2 separate regions of the Sus scrofa genome follow, and region 1 is linked to region 2. A link is a contact called in public Hi-C data. All regions are on one chromosome and are shown on one strand. Each heading gives the region's core, a stretch centred on a gene start, on an enhancer-like site or on the middle of the called end of the contact. The rest is flanking DNA. Distances are from core to core; before and after follow the strand shown. Region 1 has its middle 15 kb from the start of OLF42-1. Region 2 holds the start of LOC106504234 (putative olfactory receptor 2I1).

Region 1 (5,305 bases), core at 2,097-4,596, 44 kb before region 2:
GAAAACTTGTGCCCTGTTGTAGAGCTTTTCCTGCAGCTGCTGGTTTTCAATGGCTTTTAGGTTAAAACAGTTCATAAGCCAGGGAGTTCTCTGGCACAGAGGTTTAAGGATCCGGCTATCGTCACTGCAGTGGCTTGGGTCACTTCTATGGAGCAGGTTTGATCCCTGGCCCCGGAACTTCCATATGCCACGGGTGCAGGAAAAAAAAAAAAAAAAAATCCATAAGGATTTCCCGTCATGGTCCAGCGGAAATGAATCCTATGAGGAACCATGAGGTTGCAGGTTGGATCCCTGGCCTTGCTCAGTGGGTTAGGGATTTGGTGTTGCTGTGGCTCTGGTGTAGGCGGCAGCTGTAGCTCCAATTTGACTCCTAGCCTGGAAACCTCCATATGCCTCCATATTTGAAAGGTGTGTATTCAAATCAGCCGGAGGAGGGGCAGTCCTCAAACCCCTGCCCTTGGTCTGAATCTGAAAGCAGGCCTCATCCCATCCCCGACCCAACGACCCGAGGCAATTCTGCACCGCCTCTAGTCAAGCAAGCCTGCCTGGTTCTGATGGCCTTCCAGAGCCACTGTTAACTTACAGTGATCTCCCAACATCCTGTAGGTTTCCCTCTCTATCCATGGTCCTTTACTGAGACTTCCACAACTACCTGTTCCTACTCCATCCCTATCAGTCTTACAGTTTGGGAGTGGATCATAAAGCCACAGATAAGGATCAGGGTAGATGTACACTTGCATTCTTCTACAAAGCTGGCATTTAGTGGCCCTGGGACTGGTTTGGGGGCCTCCTTCTTCGGAGTGAACATCAAGGAGTTAACTGCTTTTGTTTGTTGGGGCTTTTAGTTCTGCAAAACCGGAAGATATTGTGATGTATATACACCCTGAGGGGGAACCGAGACCCCACCCCAAGGCTGCACTATTGTTTCCTGGCTGCTCCTCCCTGGTCACCCATCCCCTCCTTTTCCTGATTAGCAACTGCGTGAACCTACCCTTTGGAACTCAGGAAAGCTCAGGGAGGCTGAAAGAGGCCCATTTCCCAAAAACAAGAAATAAGGGACGCAGAAAGGCTTTTGTGTTCAGGACCCCCACAGGGCCCTGCTCCGTTGCACTTCCCCACAGTAAATCAGCAAATATTTCTATTAATTTTGTTCCCTCTGCCGTGTTTCAACCCTGTGAGGAGAATTCTCTGATGCCCACCCACGTTGCCCAAACACTTTATTCTTTCATTCTGTATGACTTTGGCCTCTTAATTGCCCCCAACTCAGTTGTGTAGCAGTTACTTACATGGCAGTTATGTCTCTGACCAACGTGATGGCCTTTGGACACTTTGAGGGTTGTGACTGAACAATCTCAGGCTGGATTTTCTTCTAGAGTAGATAACTGTCCACACAGGCTGAATGGATTCAGAATAAGGCATCAGTCCTAAAGCCTGTTAAACCATTTATTCAACATGTCGGTTTTCATTAAAAGAAATTCTTTACACTGCTTAGTTGACTTCTCTGCTGTATTTCCCTGTGAGTCTATCTGGAAAGGACTTTGCAGTCTGAGGACATTAGGGCCCCAGGGCACAGGGAGCTGAGGAACCGGCACAAAGAGCAGAGGTTTCCAGGTCCCAGGGGAAGAGGACAGAGGTGGTCACAAGAAGAAGGTGTTACATAAATGATTTGAGAAGTGGAATTAGAGTTAGCATTCCTCGTGTGGTTGAGATTAGTATTGAATAGAAAATGGGGATCCCTATTGAGATTAGGGTACAATCTAATTAGGAGGCCGAGGAGACAAGAAGATTAGCACGTGGAGGCGAAAATGAAGATTAGGTTGAAAATAGAGTTAATGCTGCTGTTCTGTGCTGATGCCAGAGTAAATGTTGAATCAAAGCTATTTTGCGTTGGGACTAGAACAAAACTCGGATTTTCCTTTTTCTTTCTTTTCTTTTTTTTTTTAATTTTCTTTTTTCTTATTTCATCAGTGTCGAACCCAAGAGAATTTGGTATTGTCATTGCCAGGGGAAAGCTGGGAGACAGCATCTGTGAGATTAGGAACCCAGACACTTTACACCTTCTCTGGAGACATTCATTCATTTCTAGACCTAATTGGGGGCCAATTTTCTGCAACATTCCAGGCCTTGCTTCCAGGAGTCTGAGATCTAGTGAATGAACAAGGCCAGGTGTGCCCACCACGCGCTGTACCGAGACTTCCTCCGAGCAGGCTTGTGTTTCTTCTTCTCATGGGGTACTTCAGGTGGAGCATTTGATAAACTCTTATTCCAGGGAAGGAAGCAAACTTCCTTCAGCTAGGGGATCAAATTAGACATATTTTTAGACTGAAATTATTTCCTCAAAGTTTACTGAGAGGTTGAAACTTCTCACCAGGACTGGGGAGACACTATTTGTATCAATCTTTTGATTGATAAACTTGAATCTCAGTAAACTTGAATCAGTCCACCTGGGTCCAAATCTCTGACATTTTTAAGCGGCTACTTACACTGCATCTGAAAAACGATAACAATATTATCTGCTTCTGTGTTCTGTTAAAACACTCTAATTAAATCAGCCAATATGTGTAAATTACTTCAAATGGCCGCTTGGATATCAAAACCTGTATATAAATATCTGATAATACCATAATAATCACCTTTCTGAACAAGAGCACGGACTGATGACAGACATGGAGAGGCCTTAGGAGTCTGGGATGCCAGATGCAAAACCCCCATTTTGCCACTAGATGGCACCAAAGCCTGCATTGTCAAAGCTCTCCCGCAGGCATCAACGTTGATGTCTGAGCTGTTTCTCTGTGATTTGTGAGTGCTGTGAAAGAAGAAACCTTAGAACTGAAGAAGTTAAGCTTTCTTCTTGAGGCTCTGTTCTGGCTCTTAGCCTAAGGACACTGAAATGTTTGATGACCGTATGAAAACAACAGCATGTATTTGAGAAGTTGCCCGGTTGGAAGTCACGGGGGCCTGAGTTTTAGTTCTAACACTGTGTGAGTTTTAGTCCTAACACCGTGTGTTCTGGACTGACTTTCTTCTTAGGCTTCAGCTTCCCCCATCCCTGCTGTCATTTGAGGGGATAATAGAGTGAGAATGCAAAACACACACATGAGGAAGTGGAAAAAGCTTGGGGGAGAAGTAAAGAATATACAGTAGAAAATAGAAATGGAGGTGAAGAAATAGTGATGACGTGAGAGGTGATATTGAAACGGAGATGAAAAAATTAGGGACGTCATCATGGAGGTGAAGACCATTAAAAACAGAAAGTATTACATTTGATTCATCTGTTTCACACAGAGATACATACCTCCCCTTAACACATTTTCAGTCTCTGTCTTTTTCTCACATACATACACCCACACTCACACGTACGCACACACACGTGGGTGTTATCCATTTCTGCGATGTGATGGGTGTGAGGAAGAGGGGGGGTAGGAGCACAAACTTCCTGACAAAACCGTGAAGAAGCTCCTCTCATTTTTAAAGCACATGAAGCATTTCTCCCTCAGCTCTCCCTGGCGTCCCTGTCCTGCCCCAGCAACCTCCCGAGCGCCCTCTTGACCTCCTTGTTCCTCAGGGTGTATATGAGAGGGTTAAGCGAAGGCGTGCCCACTGCATAGAAGAGACCAAAGAACTTGCCCCTCCTCTGGGCATAGGGACTTTTGGGCTGGAGGTAGACGGCAATGCCCGAGCTGTAGAAGAGGGTGACCACAGCGAGATGGGAGGAGCAGGTCCCCAGGGCCTTCCTCGGCAGAGCTGATCCTCAGCACTGCCCGGGCGATGGCACCGTAAGAGATAAGAATGAGGGCGAGTGGCACGACCAGGAAGACGACACTGGACACAGCTAACTGAATTCCATTGAAGGTGGTGTCTCCACAGGAGAGTCGAATTAGAGAAGGGACTTGACATACAAAGTCATCTATCTGCCGGTGGGGGCAGAAGGGCAGGCGGAGGGTGGGTGGTGTCTGGACTATCGATTGGACCAGACCCATCACCCAGGCCACCGCCGCCAGCTGCCGGCACAGGCGGGGGTGCATGATGGTGGCATAGTGGAGGGGTTGGCAGACAGCCACATAGCGGTCAAAGGCCATCACTGTCAGGAGGACACACTCAGTGGTCCCCAGGAGCAGGAAGATGAAGAGCTGGACAGCACAGCCAAGGAAGCTGATGGTCTTGTGTGGGCCCCACAGGTGGACCAGCATCTGGGGGACACAGCTCGTGGTGAAACAGAGGTCCAAGAAGGAGAGGTTGGAGAGGAAAAAGTACATCGGGGAGTGGAGCCTGGGGTCCAGCGCAGACAGCAGGATGATGAGTGTGTTGCCAGCTAGAGTCAGGAGGTAGGAAGCGAAGACAACCACGAAGAGGATTCTCTCGAGCTCTGGGTGTTCAGAGAAGCCCAGAAGGAGGAAGCCTGCCGGGGAGCTGTGGTTGACCATGGTCTGTTCCTGTCCAGACCTAGAGGGCTGAGGGCTGTCAGGGGAGTGTGTTCAAACTGTTTTATGAAAAGTCACTCTGGGTACTTGCCAGGTCGCAGCAGGTGGGTGTTTCTCTTTTGCTTTCACTCCCTCAGCCTCTTTCCCAGGACGTCATCGCCAGCAGCTCCTTCTCCCCTCTTTCTCCAGGTCACATGTTGCCTAGTGGGATTGAGGAAACCATGAATGTGCTGGAAACAGGTGGAGCCTCACACTGGTTCCTCAGAGACACTGGCTGAATTTAAAGGAGGCTGATGTAAAAGATGGATTAACTAATTCATTAACCCAGCGCCTGTGTATTGAGTTCCACCAAATTTGGAGCACTATTCTAAGGGCTGTATTGTACCTTATGTATTTAACCAAGACTAGGAAGGTAATATATTTTGAATAAATTTTCTGAGTATAAGTGACCTCTGTAAAGTCGATCATTTCTCTATTGGTCCAATGAATTTTTAAAGCTACCTAATTTTTCCCATGTATTTTATGCTTATTTGCAAGGCAGCTTATCAGAGATGGAATGTTTTTAGCTTTGAGATGGGTTTTCCTTTTGCATCTAGTGACCTGTCCACAGACAGCTTGGTTTGGTTGCCTGAGTCACTGATCAGCAGTCCTGGTGGGGAAACTCATCCACATGCTTGGTCCACACGCCTGGTCCCCACATGGGAAGCTTATAGGCAGGAGGTGACGGTGGCTCCGTGAACCACTAAGTTCAAGGGAACATTGTTAAAGACTCCAAGATAAAGGCCAGTAATACCAACATACTGAGGTAATTAGAGGAAAAGGTCAGGAATGTGAAAGGACAGTTTGGGTGCATATATCAAGCTAAGCTTCCCAGAGGAGGTGAC
Region 2 (5,935 bases), core at 1,531-4,030:
TCTGATTCATAGAAAAACTATTTCCTTTTCCAACAAACAAGACAGTGAGTTTTAGGTCAGCATCTGTGTTCTTCTGATGACTGTGTCTGCATCTGTTTAGTCCACTGCTGCGTCTATCATATCATTCAATAATCCTTGAACCAAACTGACTTTCTACCTATAGAGAATAGTGAAATGATGTGTTATGAAGTGAATGATTTACGCTGAACATGATTAACAATCTTATTAATAAATAATTTAGAAATTGAACGACTTCTCTCCTTATTTAAAGCTCTTTGGTATGAACGAAACTTGGTGCCGTGCCCCCTCTTACTCTCTTTGTCTCACACTCAGTGAAACCGTTCTTATTTCTGGGGATGACAGGGGCAGGGCAAGACATTTGCCTTGGGGACGTAGAGATTTTATGTCTCTAGTGGGGGCTCCTTGGGAACAGATGAGCTTCCGGTGAGAACAGACATTCTGCAAGTCGAGGGACTGTGACCAGTTTCTGTTCTGCCTGCCCTGGGGTCTAGCAGGTCTTCTTTAGGTTGGGTGAGGTGGGGGAGGGATTGGTCTCTAAGTGGACCCCAGTGCTCTGCCCAAATTCTGGCTAATAGAGCTTTTTCTTCCCTCTTATTCCCTTTGTTTACTCCTTCATCTGAATTTAACCCTACTTAGCACAAACCACACCAATAAGTGTTGCTCATTACAACAGAGTCAAGCACTCTACAGTGGGCACTATTTAAATGGATAGGTGGGCTTTAGGTTGGACTGATTTCCTGAGATGAGAGACAATGTTTCATTGTCTGGATGGGGGCTCCTGCAGGGTAGAGATTATGATTTATTGTCATTTAAGAATCCACCTGATGGCAGGCACCATGGGGTCCTTCCTGCTCTTCCCATCAGACTGGAATCCCTGGCATATCATCCTACCAACATATGTACTCTTGACCAGTAGATATAACATCTCCTGAGGATGGGGAAGGTCCTCCCCAAATCAGACTTTCTTCTTCAGTTTAGGTGAAAGCCGAAGGCCACTTCCGCCTCACTAAACTTGCAGGAATAAAGGCAGGACTTTTCCCTACAGCACATGAACCTTTCCTGATGGAGGAAAGGATCTCCCCCATCAGCCTTGAACTTCCTAAGGACAAACCTCGCAGATTCTTATGCAGAAGTGAACAGCCTGAAGCCTAAACTGGCTGACTTTCCAGGGAGCATCCCCTCCTTAGGTCCTGGGGTCACACTTCCTTCCCTCCCGACTTACTGACAAGCTTGCCTTCTCCCCAGGAGCCTCCTCGCTGCCCCCTTCACTTCCTTATTTCTGAGGGTGTAGATGAGTGGATTGAGGGCGGGCGTGACTACAGTGTAGAAAAGCGAAACGAACTTGCCCCGACCCTGATCGTAGCTGTGCGTAGGTTGCAGGTAGGTGTAGATGGCTGAGCCATAGAACAGGCAGACGGCAGTCAGGTGGGACCCGCAAGTGCCCACCGCCTTCCTGCGGCTCCGTCTGGTCCTCATGGCCCACACCGCGCGGGCCACGGCAGCATAGGAGGCCAGGATGACGGCGGACGGCACCAGCAGGATGACCGCTCGGGCGGCGAACATCTGGCGCTCGGTGGTCTTTTGTCCCCCGCCGCCGCAGGCCAGCTTGAGCAGCGCGGGCAGCTCGCAGATGAAGTGGTCCACCCGGCGGGGCGCGCACAGCGGCCGAGCGGCCAGGAGCGCTGTTTGCGCGGCGGAGTTGGTGAGGCCGCCGAGCCAGGAGGCGACGGCCAGCCGCGGCAGAGGCGCGGCGAGGCGAGCCCGGCGTAGCGCAGCGGGTGGCACACGGCAGCGGCGCGGTCCAGGGCCATCACCGCCAGGAGGACGCACTCGGCCGAGCCCAGCGCCAGCGACGCGCCCAGCTGGGCCAGGCAGCCGCTGCGCTCTAGCCACAGGGCCCTGCCGCGCAGGGTGGCCAGCAGCGGTGACACCACGCTCGTGGTGAAGCCCGTGTCCACCAAAGCCAGGTGGCAGAGGAAGTAGTACATGGGCGCCTGCAGGCGCGGGTCTCGCACGGCCAGCAGCACCAGCGCCGAGTTACCAGTCAGAGTCAGGAGGTAGCAGAGGAGAGCCAGGGCGAAGAGGACAGGTTGCAGGGAGGGCTGGTCGGAGAAACCCAGCAGGAGGAAGCGCTCCTCTGTGCTGCGGTTGCCCTAAGGGAGGAAAACTCCCAGAAGGTTTGGAAGGGCGACCTACCAAAGGGTGACGTCTCTTACAAACAAAGGAAAACCCAGGCAAATGGGGTGAGGAGGGGGAAGGGCCGGAAGCGCTCACGATGTTTCTGTATCCATCGGGCTCGGAGCTCGTTTAAGATCTGAACCCTCCTGCTGAATAGCATTGAGAACTATGTCTAGATACTCATGTTGCAACAGAAGAAAGGGTGGGGGAAAATCTGTAATTGTAATCTATACATGTAAGGATAACCTGACCCCCTTGCTGTACAGTGGGAAAAAAAAAAAAAAAATCTGAACCCGTCGTTTAGGGAGGGAGCCAGATTAGGATGCCATAGTTGATATTTTTATCAGATTCTACGAGGAAGATAAAAATCTCCATTTTATAGATGGACAAACTTGGGACTCCAAAGGCTAAAGCATCCCAAAGTCATAGTTGCTCAGTGGCCCTGTGGACTTGCACTAGGCCTGATTTCTGAAATCAGAGCTCTTTCAACAGCTTTCCTGCTTCTGGTTGTACTCCCAGGGACCAAAGTAGCAAGCTGCTCTTCCTCCCACCTGAATAACCCTGCAAATATTTGAAGACATTGCCCTCTGAGCCTCACTTCCCCTTCTTCGAAATGTGTAGTGACTGAAAACAGGTGTAAGATCCAGGTTTACTATAACTGACACTTGGCAGATCAGACTGTCACCTGCTTTGTTGCCAGTGCCGCACCGACCTCACTAATACAACCCGTTATACTACTGACTACTGAATTTTAATCTGTGGTGACTCTCTCTCCTAGGATGCTTCCAATATCCATTCCCCTCCCACTTACTATCTAGTGTGATAATCACGGTCAACACAATGGCACATGTGTTATCATTCTTTAAACCCAGAGCCATCTGGGTAGAGGAAAGAACATTAAACAGAAAGTCAGGAGACCTGAGTTTTACCTCACACAAGTGCCTTTGGCCAGTGATTTGATATGGGGAAGTCACTTCAATTTCCTCCCATCTCAATTTTCTCACATGAAAACGGAGAAGTTTGAACTAGATGACCTCTGAGGTTCCTGTACTACCTTCCAGGCTCTAATTTTTTTTTTTTTTTGTCTTTTTCAGGGCCACACCAGCGGCATAAGGGAGTTTCCAGGCTAGGGGTCAAATAGGAGCTGCAGCCCCTGGCCTATGGCGCAGCCATAGCAATGCCAGACCTGAGCCGCATCTATGACCCACACCACAGCTCATGGCAATGCCGGATCCCAAACCCACTAAGCAAGGCCAGGGATCGAACCTGTGCGGTTACTAGTCAGATTTGTTTCCTCCGAGTTCTGGCTCTAATTTTAATAAATATTTTTCAAACAAGTGAAAAGCGGATGCAAAAGAAAAAAGTGGTTGCAGAAACCTTTTAACCCTTGAGTGAAACGGAATCAAATTTCCTAATGGATCGGCAACCATCATGGTTGATGTGAAGGATAGAAGTTACATAGAGATCCTTCTACTGTATGGTTCCCGACAAGTATCATCATACGGATTACTTATTTTTTTAATTATTATTATTTTCTGACCTGAGCCACAGCAGTGACAATGCCAGATCCTTAACCCCCTGAGCTGCCAGGTAACTCCAACAGATAACTCATTTTAAACATCATATTCAGTGTTTTTAATTTAAAACTCATAATCTCTTAACTTTTTATTTTTCAAGAAAGAACTCTCTTCCCCATAACAACACATTATGTTAATATGGTTCCCTCATTTTATCTTCATTGGGCAGAACAAGTATTAATGCGGCAATTAAGAACAAGGGTTGGGGAGTCACACTGCCTAAGGTCCAGTCTTGGTTCTGCCATTTTCTAGCTGAGCCTCCTCGGGCAATGTTGCTTAACCTCTCTATGGCCCAGTTTCCTCATGTGAAAAAAATGGAATTCGTTAAGGAGGTCAGATACGTAAAACTCTTGAAAAGAGCCTGACAAATAGTAGATGTTTAATAAATGTTAACTATTATCCCTACTTCACATCCGAAAACAGACTTTTAGAGAGCTCCTACACTAGGTAACTACACACTACACCCTTATAGCTGGTATGTAAATTTATAGCCCTTTTCATATATTAATTCGATCTTTACTCATCTGAGAATTAGATAATACTCCTATTTTAGACAATTGAGGTTAAATAACTTGCCCAAGGTCACATGATCTGTAAATGCTTATCAGGATTTCAACCAAAATCTAATTCCAAGATCTTTGCTTTTGTTGTGGTGGTGCTCGTGGCATTCAGAAGTTGCTGGGCCACGCACGGATCAAACCAAGCCACAGCAGTGACAATGCGGAATCCTTTACAGTTAGGGCACCAGGAAACTTCAATCCCTGCTCTTTAATGAACCAGGCTTTAATATGCTAGGGACTGTGAAGGATAAAATTACATACAAAGACTGACCTTTTTTCCTGGATAATTTTAGTCACAGTGGAATGAGATGTGACTATACATCCTAATACAAGATAAATAAAAGTACAAGAGATGACATTAAGGCTTATGGGCCAATGGTGCTAGAGATGCTTACGCCACAGCCATAGCAACGCGGGATCCGAGCCGCATCTGCAACCTACACCACAGTCATGGCAACGCTGGATCCTTAACCCACTGAGCGAGGCCAGGGATTGAACCCGAGAAACCTCATGGTTCCTAGTCGGATTTGTTAACCACTGAGCCACAATGGGAACTCCCAAATTTTTTATTATAAAAAAAAATCAGCAAAAAGTTTACTTTGCATTTCCAAGAATGCCAGCAGCTCAATATGAATAATTCTTTATATTAACGCTTTCATGACGAAGCAACCAACAACATATCTACTGCCAGCCTCCAGCATTTTAGTATGAAAACTCAGAACTTCTAATTCCGTGATTACGCAGACACACATAGTTCAGACAGGCAAGCCTTCAATCATTCTTCTCCAAACATGCCAAATCCTGAAAACAGTCACGCAATGATCAAATTGGCATGGACATCTTTACTGCATGTACGTGTGAATTCCCACACACATAGCTCAGACACATTTGTATAATACATCCCCTTCCCCACCGCCGCGATAATTCCTTGCAGGATCCAGAACACAAATCTGCTGCAAAAAGTATTCTATATGTGCCTCACATCTCACCGGGTGTTCTAGAATGTGCCCCTCATCCGTAAGACCATTTTTAAAAAGGGCAATGTAGAAATAAGCCTACCTTCATGTCTGAGTCTCTGGCACAGGTATTAGGCCTTCAATTTCCAGATGAGAAGCTGTCTCTTGCTCCTGCTCTGGATTCTCTGGGTCTGAAATGGCAGTGGGAGGGATGAAAAAAAGGCCCAGTCACGTGGCTGCTGGTTTCTGGAACAGGTGTCTGAGATCAGAGCAGGTACCTCAGGAAGATGTGGGGTGGGTGCCTTCTCGCTGGGCAGCAAAGGAATGAAAAGAATGTCTTAGGGCAAGAAGCCCTGTTAAGTCCAGTGAAGCACTGAGATCCAGGCAGAGGCGTGATGTGCGTTCCTGGAGAGCCCTGTAATGAGGTGTAGACAAGGCAAGGAGTTGACCCTTATGATGATGGGAAGTGAGTGTTGGCTGAGGGTGGCAGCAAAAATATTCTTCCTGATTCTAAAGGGCAGAGCAGTTGCAGAGAATGAGGAAGGATGCTGATGAGCCTCTTACTGGAGAGGAAGCAGGGGAATCAACTGTGCCTGTTATTAGAAGAGAGGACTGCGCTCTGGGGAATCTATGTCCCACTCCC

Evidence for each region. A called contact is a pair of places that touch in the nucleus more often than the background predicts.
Region 1: a Hi-C map of skeletal muscle shows a contact between it and region 2, with 4 times the contacts expected there. The contact joins the enhancer-like site here to the promoter of LOC106504234 in region 2. A contact is called at or near these places in 28 of 47 Hi-C or Micro-C datasets (adipocytes, alveolar macrophages, blood and 15 more) and 2 of 2 datasets of contacts at active chromatin or transcription factors (alveolar macrophages and skeletal muscle).

Annotation. Positions count from the first base shown.
Region 1 is chr7:22,539,937-22,545,241 of Sscrofa11.1, reverse strand. It overlaps the pseudogene LOC110255266. Among named protein-coding and RNA genes, the nearest start is that of OLF42-1, 15 kb to the right of the region's middle. Within about 2 kb of position 3,346, at least 4 of the 83 cell types and tissues checked have an H3K27ac peak or open chromatin away from gene starts, as enhancers often do.
Region 2 is chr7:22,494,916-22,500,850 of Sscrofa11.1, reverse strand. It overlaps LOC106504234 (putative olfactory receptor 2I1), which reads right to left and starts at 2,780. Exons shown (of 3, transcript XM_013977578.2): 1 at 2,751-2,780; 2 at 1,760-2,174; 3 at 1-1,757. The coding sequence starts at 2,780. The coding sequence ends at 1,240.